2 separate regions of the Ovis aries genome follow, and region 1 is linked to region 2. The links are chromatin contacts, called in public Hi-C maps. All regions are on one chromosome and are shown on one strand. The core of a region is the stretch at or near the end of the contact, and the rest is flanking DNA. Distances in the headings are between cores, read along the strand shown.

Region 1 (4,630 bases), core at 45-2,544, 83 kb after region 2:
GTCTGTGGACGCACCGGGTTATTCCTGGCAGCGCCTCCCCGAACAGAAGTTACTAGGAGGAGTGCGCGGCGAGGGCGGGCGGGGGGGAGAGGCGGAGAGAGGGAGGGAGGAAGAGGGAGAGACTCAGCCAGCGACGTCATCGGATCCCCCAGCGCGTCCCAGGGAGGGAGGCTGAACCAGAAAAACCAGTCTGGAGCCGGCGAGCGGAGTGGGTTGAGCGGCTCGCGGGGCGACCGGGCAGGGAGGCGACCGCTAGGGCAGGGCCGGGCCCCCGCGCGGCCGCTCCGGGCGGGAAAACCGCGGCCGCGCTCTCGCTCGCTCGGATCAGGGATCTCCCCCGGAGGGCTGGTCTCTACTTGTCTTGCAGAAAAAAAACTTGGGCGTCTCTCGGAGCCTGAGAATTTCCTATAGGGATATGGAAACCTCCTCTCCCCACCCCCATCTTCCCCATTTCCCAGATGCTGGTTCCCGGTCTTGAACACGCACGGCATTACAGAATAATGAGTATTGTCTTGGACGATTCTGGCCGGTTCCATCCTCTGATCCCTTTCCCTCACCCCGCCTCTGCTACTCACATTTGTTATCGGTCAAGAAAAACAAAATCAGACTGTAGCTGGCTGGCTGCGTTTCTGGAGCTTTGCAAAGTGTTTTAGTAGCACTTTTGTTGCACCCCCACCCCCACCCCCGCGGAAGCACGAACTTTTCTGGCGCCCTAAATGCCCCAACTGCCTTCCCTGAGGTCACTCACCAGGGCGCCCAGGGCGCACCCAGTTCGGGGAACGCGGCCCGCCCCGCCGGGGTATTCAAATCGGCTGGGGCAGCGGCGCAGGGAGCAGCTGCCGGCTTCCTGGTGGGCCGAGCTGGGACCTGGGGCGAGCGGCCGCCCCCAGCCTGCGCGAGTCCCTTCCTCCGAAGGGACGCGAGTGAAATCACACGCAGCTCGGGGAGAGCGGGGCCATGGGGCGGGGGAATCCCAGGCGAGTAGGCGCCGGGACGCTGGGCTTCCTCCCCGGCCCGGCGACACCCCGGGGGACGCCGGGGCTCCCTCGAGCCGCTAGCCTGCCCGTGTGGACTCATGTACACCCTAGAGGGGGAGGTTCCCGGGAGGCCGCGGCGGCCGGAGAGCCGCAAGAGGCCGTCGGGCCGGGCGGATGCCCCGAGCGCCTCCTCCGGGTGGTCTCCGTACCGGGCGGGGACCGCGCGCCGCCCCTCCCGGGCGGCCGAGGGGAGCCGAGTGCCCGGGCGCCGCGGGCCCCAGCCGCCCTCCCCACCCCGCGGCCGCGCCGCCGCCCTGCCCCGGGCAGAGTAAACAAGAGACGCGCAAGATTTGACCTGGCGCGACCCGGATTTCTGGCCGGGGTTCCCCCTGAGCAGGTGACTCCGTGGGAGGGGTGGAAATTAGTCTCTGGAATTCCGAGCCAAATACATTCACTGTGGTTCTGCTTTTAAGGCAGGTATTTCACCGACAACTGCGGACTGTTTTGCGTCTCAAGTTTCAGATTTCGCGGAAAGGGACCAAATGTCAAGGCATATCAAATATTCCCTTCCCTTTTCATTAAAAGAGAGTGCATTAATAGGACAGCCCCTTTAATGACTGCAAGAATAGCACTGCCGGTTTCGTTTCTGTTTTGTTTTGTTTTTCATTTCGACGTATAATCAGTGTATTTCTGAGGTTCCGGTGCAAGGGCGACATAGCCCTGAGGGCCGCTTCTGCACCGTCAAGAGGTGATACATTTTTTATCGATATTTTTTTAAAGGAGAAAAATCTGAATGATTTTTAAAAGTTTCACTGTGTCCTTTGAGAGTGAGCTCATTTAAATTCAGGGCCTACTTCCACTGAAGCGGCTTCTCCTTTCATTGTATAAGTTTTTTTATCGTTCTGCCTCTCTTGACTTAACTTGAAGCACTTAATAAAAACTCCCGATCATCATTTTCTCTTAAATGTATGCTATTGCATTTTTAGACATCCGTTTATTAAGCAAAACGTGAGTTTTGAAAATATTTTTCGCTGTCAAACCCACCTGCTACATACTCCCAGAACCCATTTTATTTAATTGCTTAATAGAGAAGATTAAGCAGTTTCTTTAAGAATCCAAATTTCTTTCACACACAATAACAGCTGCCCAAGCTCCCAGAAGCTAAGCAAGGAAAGTAGCAAGCAGTGTCTTGCTTCACAAGAATAAATGTTAGTTGAAATCTTAAAAGTCTGTTTTAAAGGACTAGATTAAGTGGTATAATGGGAATATTAGGATACTTAGGTAATTAGTTTACTTTTTTTAAAGCAAATAGACATGAGTTTTGATGACCTAAGTGGACCCCTAAAGATAGTCTTTAGTCCAGCTTTTGTCCCAAGATCATCAGATACTAAAGATGATAGCCTGAACTGAGTTTAAGCACAAGTAAAAATACTTATGAATATGTGTACACTAGGTGACATCCCCTCTGGTAGGAAGAATCACTGTCTTTAAGTAAAAGCATCCCTGTCTCCAGCTGCTAATTCTAAGACATGTCTGTCTAGTTACTTCTATTTAAGGGCGATATGGTAACACAAAAATTCCTCTCCCCAGAGAACTTCAAAGTCAAAACCAAAACTGGCCTTGGTAAACTATGCACTCAGCCCTGAGGAGTGCTATAGTTAAGTGAGGTTGGCTAGGGCAGAGCTTGACCCTGCCTGGAAACCCACATGGAGCATTACAACAAGGTAGGAACTTTCTTTTCATTCCTTGTCTTTCTTCTTACTTCTCAGGTTCAAAGGAAAGGAAAATTTGGTAATCTGGATTATAAGATATTAAGAAAGTAAAATAATGCCGCATGGCAGTAAGTTTTTTTTTTCAGAGTCAGAAATCACTTCAAACTGAAAGCGCTTTTTTTTTTAACTTTCACTGCACTGGTTCTTAGTTGCAGCACGTGGGATCTAGTTCCCCAACCAGGGATCAAAACCTGGACCCCCAGCATTAGGAGCGAAGGGTCTTAACCACTGGACCACCAGGGAAGTCCCTGAAAGCACTTCATTCAAAAAATATTTATTGAGTGCCTACTACATGCTGAAGACACTTAGGATCAGTGAACTCACAAAAAAAATCTCTGCTCTCTTGGAACTTGTATTCTAGGAGGGGGAAAGGAGATGGAAGAGGAACAGGATATAAAACAGCCCTAACATATAAATGGTAGAGAACTTTGGAAGATTACAAGCAAAAACAAAAATAGGGTAAAGGATGGGGTGGGAGGTGTCATGTTTCAGTATTAAATAGGAAGATCAGAATGGGACTCACTGAGAAGTGACATTTCTGCTGAGGCTTGAAAAGGAAATGATTTAGCAGTGGATATATCTGGAGTAAAGAATGTTGCAGGTAGAGGGACCAGCTAAGATTAAGTTCTAAGACTGGAGCAGGCCTGGCATGTTTGTGGACTTAAGGGAAACAGTGTGACAGGAACAGAATGCAACTGCCTGTGAATGAAACAGCCTCCCAGGCCACTGTCAGGACTTTTCTCATTCAGAAAAAAAAAAGCTTGACAAAGGGCAGATTTATTGTGTTACCACCCAATCCCACTTAATCTGAAATTTTGTGGCCAGGAATCTGCATTTCAATAAGTTTTTGATCCTCATCCATTCTAAATCTCAAGATGTACTGCCACAAAGCACAGTGACTGATACACCCAGTCAGGTAGGAACTGGGTACCAGGAGCCATTATACAGACAGCTTCCAGAATCAGGCAAGGCTGTGTTGTTTATCAGGACTCTTGCAGTTGGCAAGTTGCAATCCTCAACTCAAACTAGCTTAATTAAAGGGACTTTATTGATTCAGACAACCAGAATATCAAGGACTAAATTCCAATTCAGTGGGACCCTGAGGCTCAGATGATGTTACCCTGGTTCAGTCATTTCCCCTCTCTCCGCTCTTTTTGTCTCTCTGTTTCATTTCCCTCTTCAGACCAGCACTCTGCGGTGTGCTGGCTGTAGTCCCAAGTGACTGTTTTCCTGGGTTAGCAACCTCAGTAGGAAAAGACCTTCCCAGATAGCTCAGGCAGGCTTACTAGTCAAGTCCTTGCACCAGAACCAATCATTGATCACAGTTTCTGGAAGAGTACTGTGCATTTCAGCAGTCCATGCTGCTAGGAAGACTAACTTCTTTATTCTTGAGAGCACTCAGGGAATATGAACATCTGGTCTTTTTCCTAAGGAAAATGGGTTCAGAGGCTTCTCATGGAAAACCTTCTTAATAAAGTACAAAAACTCAGATTAGGAAACAGTCAGTACCAGGATTACTGAAATCCAAATGCACCTTAGATACAGGGAAAACAGAGGCTTAACAATACCTCACTAATAATTTACCTACATCACATTGGTACTCTGACGCTCAGTCGTGTCCAGCTCTTTGCAACCCCATGGGCTGTAACCTGCCAGGCTCCTCTCTCCATGGAACTCTCCAGGCAAGAATACTGGAGTGGGTTGCCATTCTTTTCTCCAGGGGATCTTCCTGACCCAGGGATCAAACCACATCTCTTGTGTCTCCTATGCTGGCAGGAGGATTCTTTCCCACTAGCGCCACCTGGGAAACGCACATTAGCCCTTTGCCACTCTACTCTTTTCCATCAGCTCCTGCCACTCCAAAATAAATTTTAACTGAAA
Region 2 (4,431 bases), core at 111-2,610:
AATTTCTATGCAACTTTATACTGCAAAATTAAATTCTAAAAATACAAAATTTACCTTATGGAACACAATATGTGATAGATTCACAAACTAAAATCACAGAAACATCTATTTATAAAAGTAAAACTGAATATGCTTACATTCACACGAAGGGTGTGGCCCCTCCATTTTGATCTATCTCCCCAATTACTGTGAGGGCTTCCCAGGTGGCACAGTGGTTAACAAATCCACCTGCCAAGGCAGGAGATGCAAGAAGTGTGGGTTTGATCCCTGGGATGGAGAAAGAAATGGCAACTCACTCCAGTATTCTTGCCTAGAGAATCCTAGGGACAGGGGAGCCTGGTGGGCTGCTGTCTATGGTGTCGCACAGAGTCGGACTCGACTGAAGCGACTTAGCAGCAGCAGCAAAGGAAGATACCCTGAAAAAGGAAATGGCAACCCGCTCCCATATTCTTGCCTGAGAAATCCCATGGACAGAGGAGCCTGGCAGGCTATAGTCCATGGGGTTGCAAAGAGTTGGACACAACTCAGCTCATACACACAGCCCCCTCCCCACTGCCAATTATCACATCCTCTTGAATGCGTACAAATGACTACCTTGCCAGAAATGACACATTTGCCTGTCTCCCCCAAGCCTCCAGTAGGACTTGGTACATAGTGGAAACTCAACTAAGGCACAAACTGGTTAACTGATAGAAATTAGGCATTAACTCACTACTATAAAATAAATAGTCTTTAAAAATATATGTATGGAGACAGTAACATGGAAACTTACATTGCCATATGTAAAAAAGATAGCCAATGAGAATTTGCTGTGTGACTCAGGGAACTCAAACAGAGGCTCTATAACAACCAAGAGAGGTGGGATGGGGAGGGAGACAGGATGGAGGTTCATGAGGGAGAGGACATTGGTATATCTATGGCTGATTCATGTTGTTGTTTGGCAGAAACCAACAAAATTCTGAAAAGCAATAATCCTTCAATTAAAAAAAATAAATAAAATTTTTAAAAAGAAAAATATCTTGTTGAAAGCACACAGAGAAGTAACCCTAAACTCAGCTGAAATGCAACTTTGAGCAAAAGCAAGAAAGTGCTGGTCATTTAGTCATGTCCAACTCTTTGCAACCCCATGGACTGTACCCCCTGCTCCAGGTTCCTTCATCCATAGAACTCTCCAGGCAAAGGGCAGATTTAATGCGGGCGCAACAAAAATGCTCTTTTTGGATTTGACAGCTCCTAGTCATTCAGCCCAGCGTTACACACAGGGAGCAGTCCTCTAAAACTACTGTGGTATCTTCTGAATCACTGCCATCACCCGAGAAAACCCCAGGAAGTGGTTTGATTGAGTAGCTGGACCAGTGTGAGGGATCAGCTGATGGGTCTCACACATACACACAAGCCAGTAACAATGGGGACATTGTGAAACCAGGAATAGCCTTCTCTTATCTTTAGTAGTTTGAGAAATAATTTCTAACCCAGTGAGTATATAACCTGGGAACAAGTCAGATGGTTAATTATTCACTGAGAGTTTAGTAATTAATCTGCTTTAGACCAAGCATGGTGGAACCTGAAAAACATAAAGATGTCCGAGATCTGGAACCACGAGTCTCTGAAATCATGTCCAAAAAGCAGCAAACTTCCCTCAACAGTTATGACCCAATCAAGAACAAAGCCCCAGTTACAGGCAGCTGCTGGTAAAAATTAATCAAAATGGACTATGATTTTATAAAGTCTTTCAAACTGTATTTTACAATACAAAACGATGCCTTCTTATTTTGTGCAAGCAAACGGGTAGTGAAAAATCACACTACTACTTGGCGAAACAACAGCTGCTGATGAATCGGGACGACAAGCCAGTGACCTCACCAGGGTCACCAAAGAACATCACAGGATATTAATTAAAGAGAATTTACATCTTTACCTGAAAACACAAGGGAAAAGTCCAAGTCATCCTACCAAAACATAACTAAAGAGATGTTAACGAATAAAGTGAAAGTTGCTCAGTTGTGTCCAACTTTTTGCGACCCAGAATACTGTTCTCCAGTATTCTCCTGGAGAACAACATTCTCCAGGCCGGAATACTGGAGTGGGTAGCCTTTCCCTTCTCCAGGGGATCTTCCCAACTCAGGGAACAACCCCCGGGAACAAACTCCTGCATCGCGGGCGGATTCTTTACCAGCTGAGCCACCAGGGAAGCCCAAGAATACTGGAGTGGGTAGCCTATCCATTCTCCAGCGGATCTTCCTGACCCAGGAACTGAACCGAGGTCACCTGCATTGCAAGCAGATTGTTTACCAACTGAGCTATCAGGGAAACCCTACCTAAACACACAGGTCTGAATTGAGTATTTCCTCTTTCCCTGAAATTGAAGTCAGCCCCTTTATGGTCAATTTTGAAGAGGTGCAGTAATATTTCATACAGTATTGTGTTTCTTTGTGCATGCTCAGTCGCTTAGTCGTGTCTGACTCTGTGTGACCTCATGGACTGTGGCCCATTAGGCTCCTCTGTCCATGTGATTTTCATACTGATGCATAAATTTCCCATGCTACATTTTCAGTGTACCATCATTACCCTGATGGTTCCTACCCTGTTTGATTGAGGTACCCTGAATCTACTGTTTCTCTATATTCTCAGTCTCCCCAGTCCCAGCTTCTGTAGGTATTAATTCCTGAGGGATCTAACTAGGTCACACCAGCAGCCACAGGACACAACATTGCCAACATTCACATCAGCAATGCTCCCCTAAAAGGAAGAATTTGCAATGCCAATCCTAAAGCATTACATAGCAAACCTTTTTCCAGACACCACACAGCTTGGACCCAGCATGAGGCTGCTGTGTAAGAACAACAGAATAAGATTCACCTGCCTTCAACACTCAGCAGTACATCCAACAAGTGTTCTCTCAGTTCTCCCATGCAAAGCTACAGCAACCTTTTGGAAAATCCTTTGCATTATTCACTAGGAAAAAAAAAAAAACAAAAAAACTAGCTATTTACCCCAAACAAGATATTTATAGAAGCAGACTTATTTTTTTTCTCATCTCTACTTTTCCAAAAGAAATGGATGCCTTGAAAACAAGCCGTTTATGCAAAGCAGTAAATTCTGAGATAGACTGAGAATTAATCCAATCACAGGCATTATCTAGAATAATGCTCTTCACCAATAGTTGATGTACACACTGATTACCATGGGCTACTAAGTGCTATCTATGTCATTAAAAATAAATTTAAAATACTGTCAGTGTTTTTGAGTGAATTGTTTGAAAACAGTTAATCCCTGAATGGAATAGATGATTACTCTTAAATTTGACCACACATTTTCCAGCCACTCTGGATTAAGAGGAATTTACCATTTCCATATACACACCAATGTATAGCATTAGGTTCACATGTGAAATGAAGAAACACGCCTGTGATTCTCTCCAGCACTAGCTCTTCCTGTCCAAGCCTATGGAAATTTGAAGAACAGCCTCTAAGAAAAACATAATAAATCAACAGGTTTATAAAAAATAGATGAGGTGTTTCCTAGCTTCAGAATTAAAAAAAAAAAATTTGACCAGTAATTCTTCTTCTTGCATAACAATGGATAATATCCTTCTAAAATACTGCGTTTTCAAGGATCTGGACAATAGCAAAAAGCAAACACATTTGCACCAAATCCCTGAGCAGTTAGCATGACTTCTGCTTGGGATGGGAGGACACACTGTACTTAAATTTACTCACTACAAATGGTTCCCCTCCACTCAGCCATTTGCTATTAAAAGAACCAAGCTGTTCGGAAGATAAGCAGGAAGTGGATATTCAAAATGTGTAGGCGGGATATTTTCATAGAGCTCCTCTAAATTCCTAATACCTGAACAAACCAAACCAAATTAAAAACCCGGCTCAAGCTTTAACCTCAGTTAATAATTTAAAAAATATATATCTGTTTATTTCTCTTTTCAAATGTATATGATTATACATTTTTTCAAAACTTTTTTAGTAAGATTGCTTACAAATGTTTGCAAAATTCCACCTCATCATAAGCCTAAATTTCCATTTTCAGATTTTTTTCTCCAGTTCAGACTTAAGAAAGATACACCTATTTGGCTGCTTTTTTAAAATCTCTTTTGTTTCAGGTAAATTAGTAAAACAGTTCAAACATTCTTATTGTTATGAAATCAACATTTTGGGACATCATGCCCTCATTACTGAGTTATAAGGCTATCTGAGTATACACTGTAGGCTAGCACTGTAATGACTGCCATGGGATCCAAAAGTTAAAGTTATAATCCCATGCTTAACAGCTAACCACGTAGTAGCAAAAGGCAAGATATGCAGACACAAAACAATTACATTCCTTTCTGAAGGGTACAGACAAAAGTAGAAGGGAAATCCTTAAGGAATTTGGCAGGCACAGAAGGGGGAAGGACACTGAGGAGAGAAGAGAGGGAGC

What was found. A called contact is a pair of places that touch in the nucleus more often than the background predicts.
Region 1: a Hi-C map of liver shows a contact between it and region 2, with 3 times the contacts expected there. The contact joins the promoter of HIVEP2 here to the enhancer-like site in region 2. A contact is called at or near these places in 4 of 16 Hi-C or Micro-C datasets (blood, liver, skin fibroblasts and 1 more).

The regions. Positions count from the first base shown.
Region 1 is chr8:67,606,869-67,611,498 of ARS-UI_Ramb_v3.0, forward strand. HIVEP2 (HIVEP zinc finger 2) reads right to left here and starts at 1,295. Exons shown (of 11, transcript XM_060419743.1): 1 at 749-1,295.
Region 2 is chr8:67,524,136-67,528,566 of ARS-UI_Ramb_v3.0, forward strand. All of the region lies in intron 2 of HIVEP2 (HIVEP zinc finger 2), which reads right to left. Among named protein-coding and RNA genes, the nearest start is that of HIVEP2, 82 kb to the right of the region's middle. Within about 2 kb of position 1,361, at least 17 of the 54 cell types and tissues checked have an H3K27ac peak or open chromatin away from gene starts, as enhancers often do. A contact at or near this core is called in liver, where this site is marked.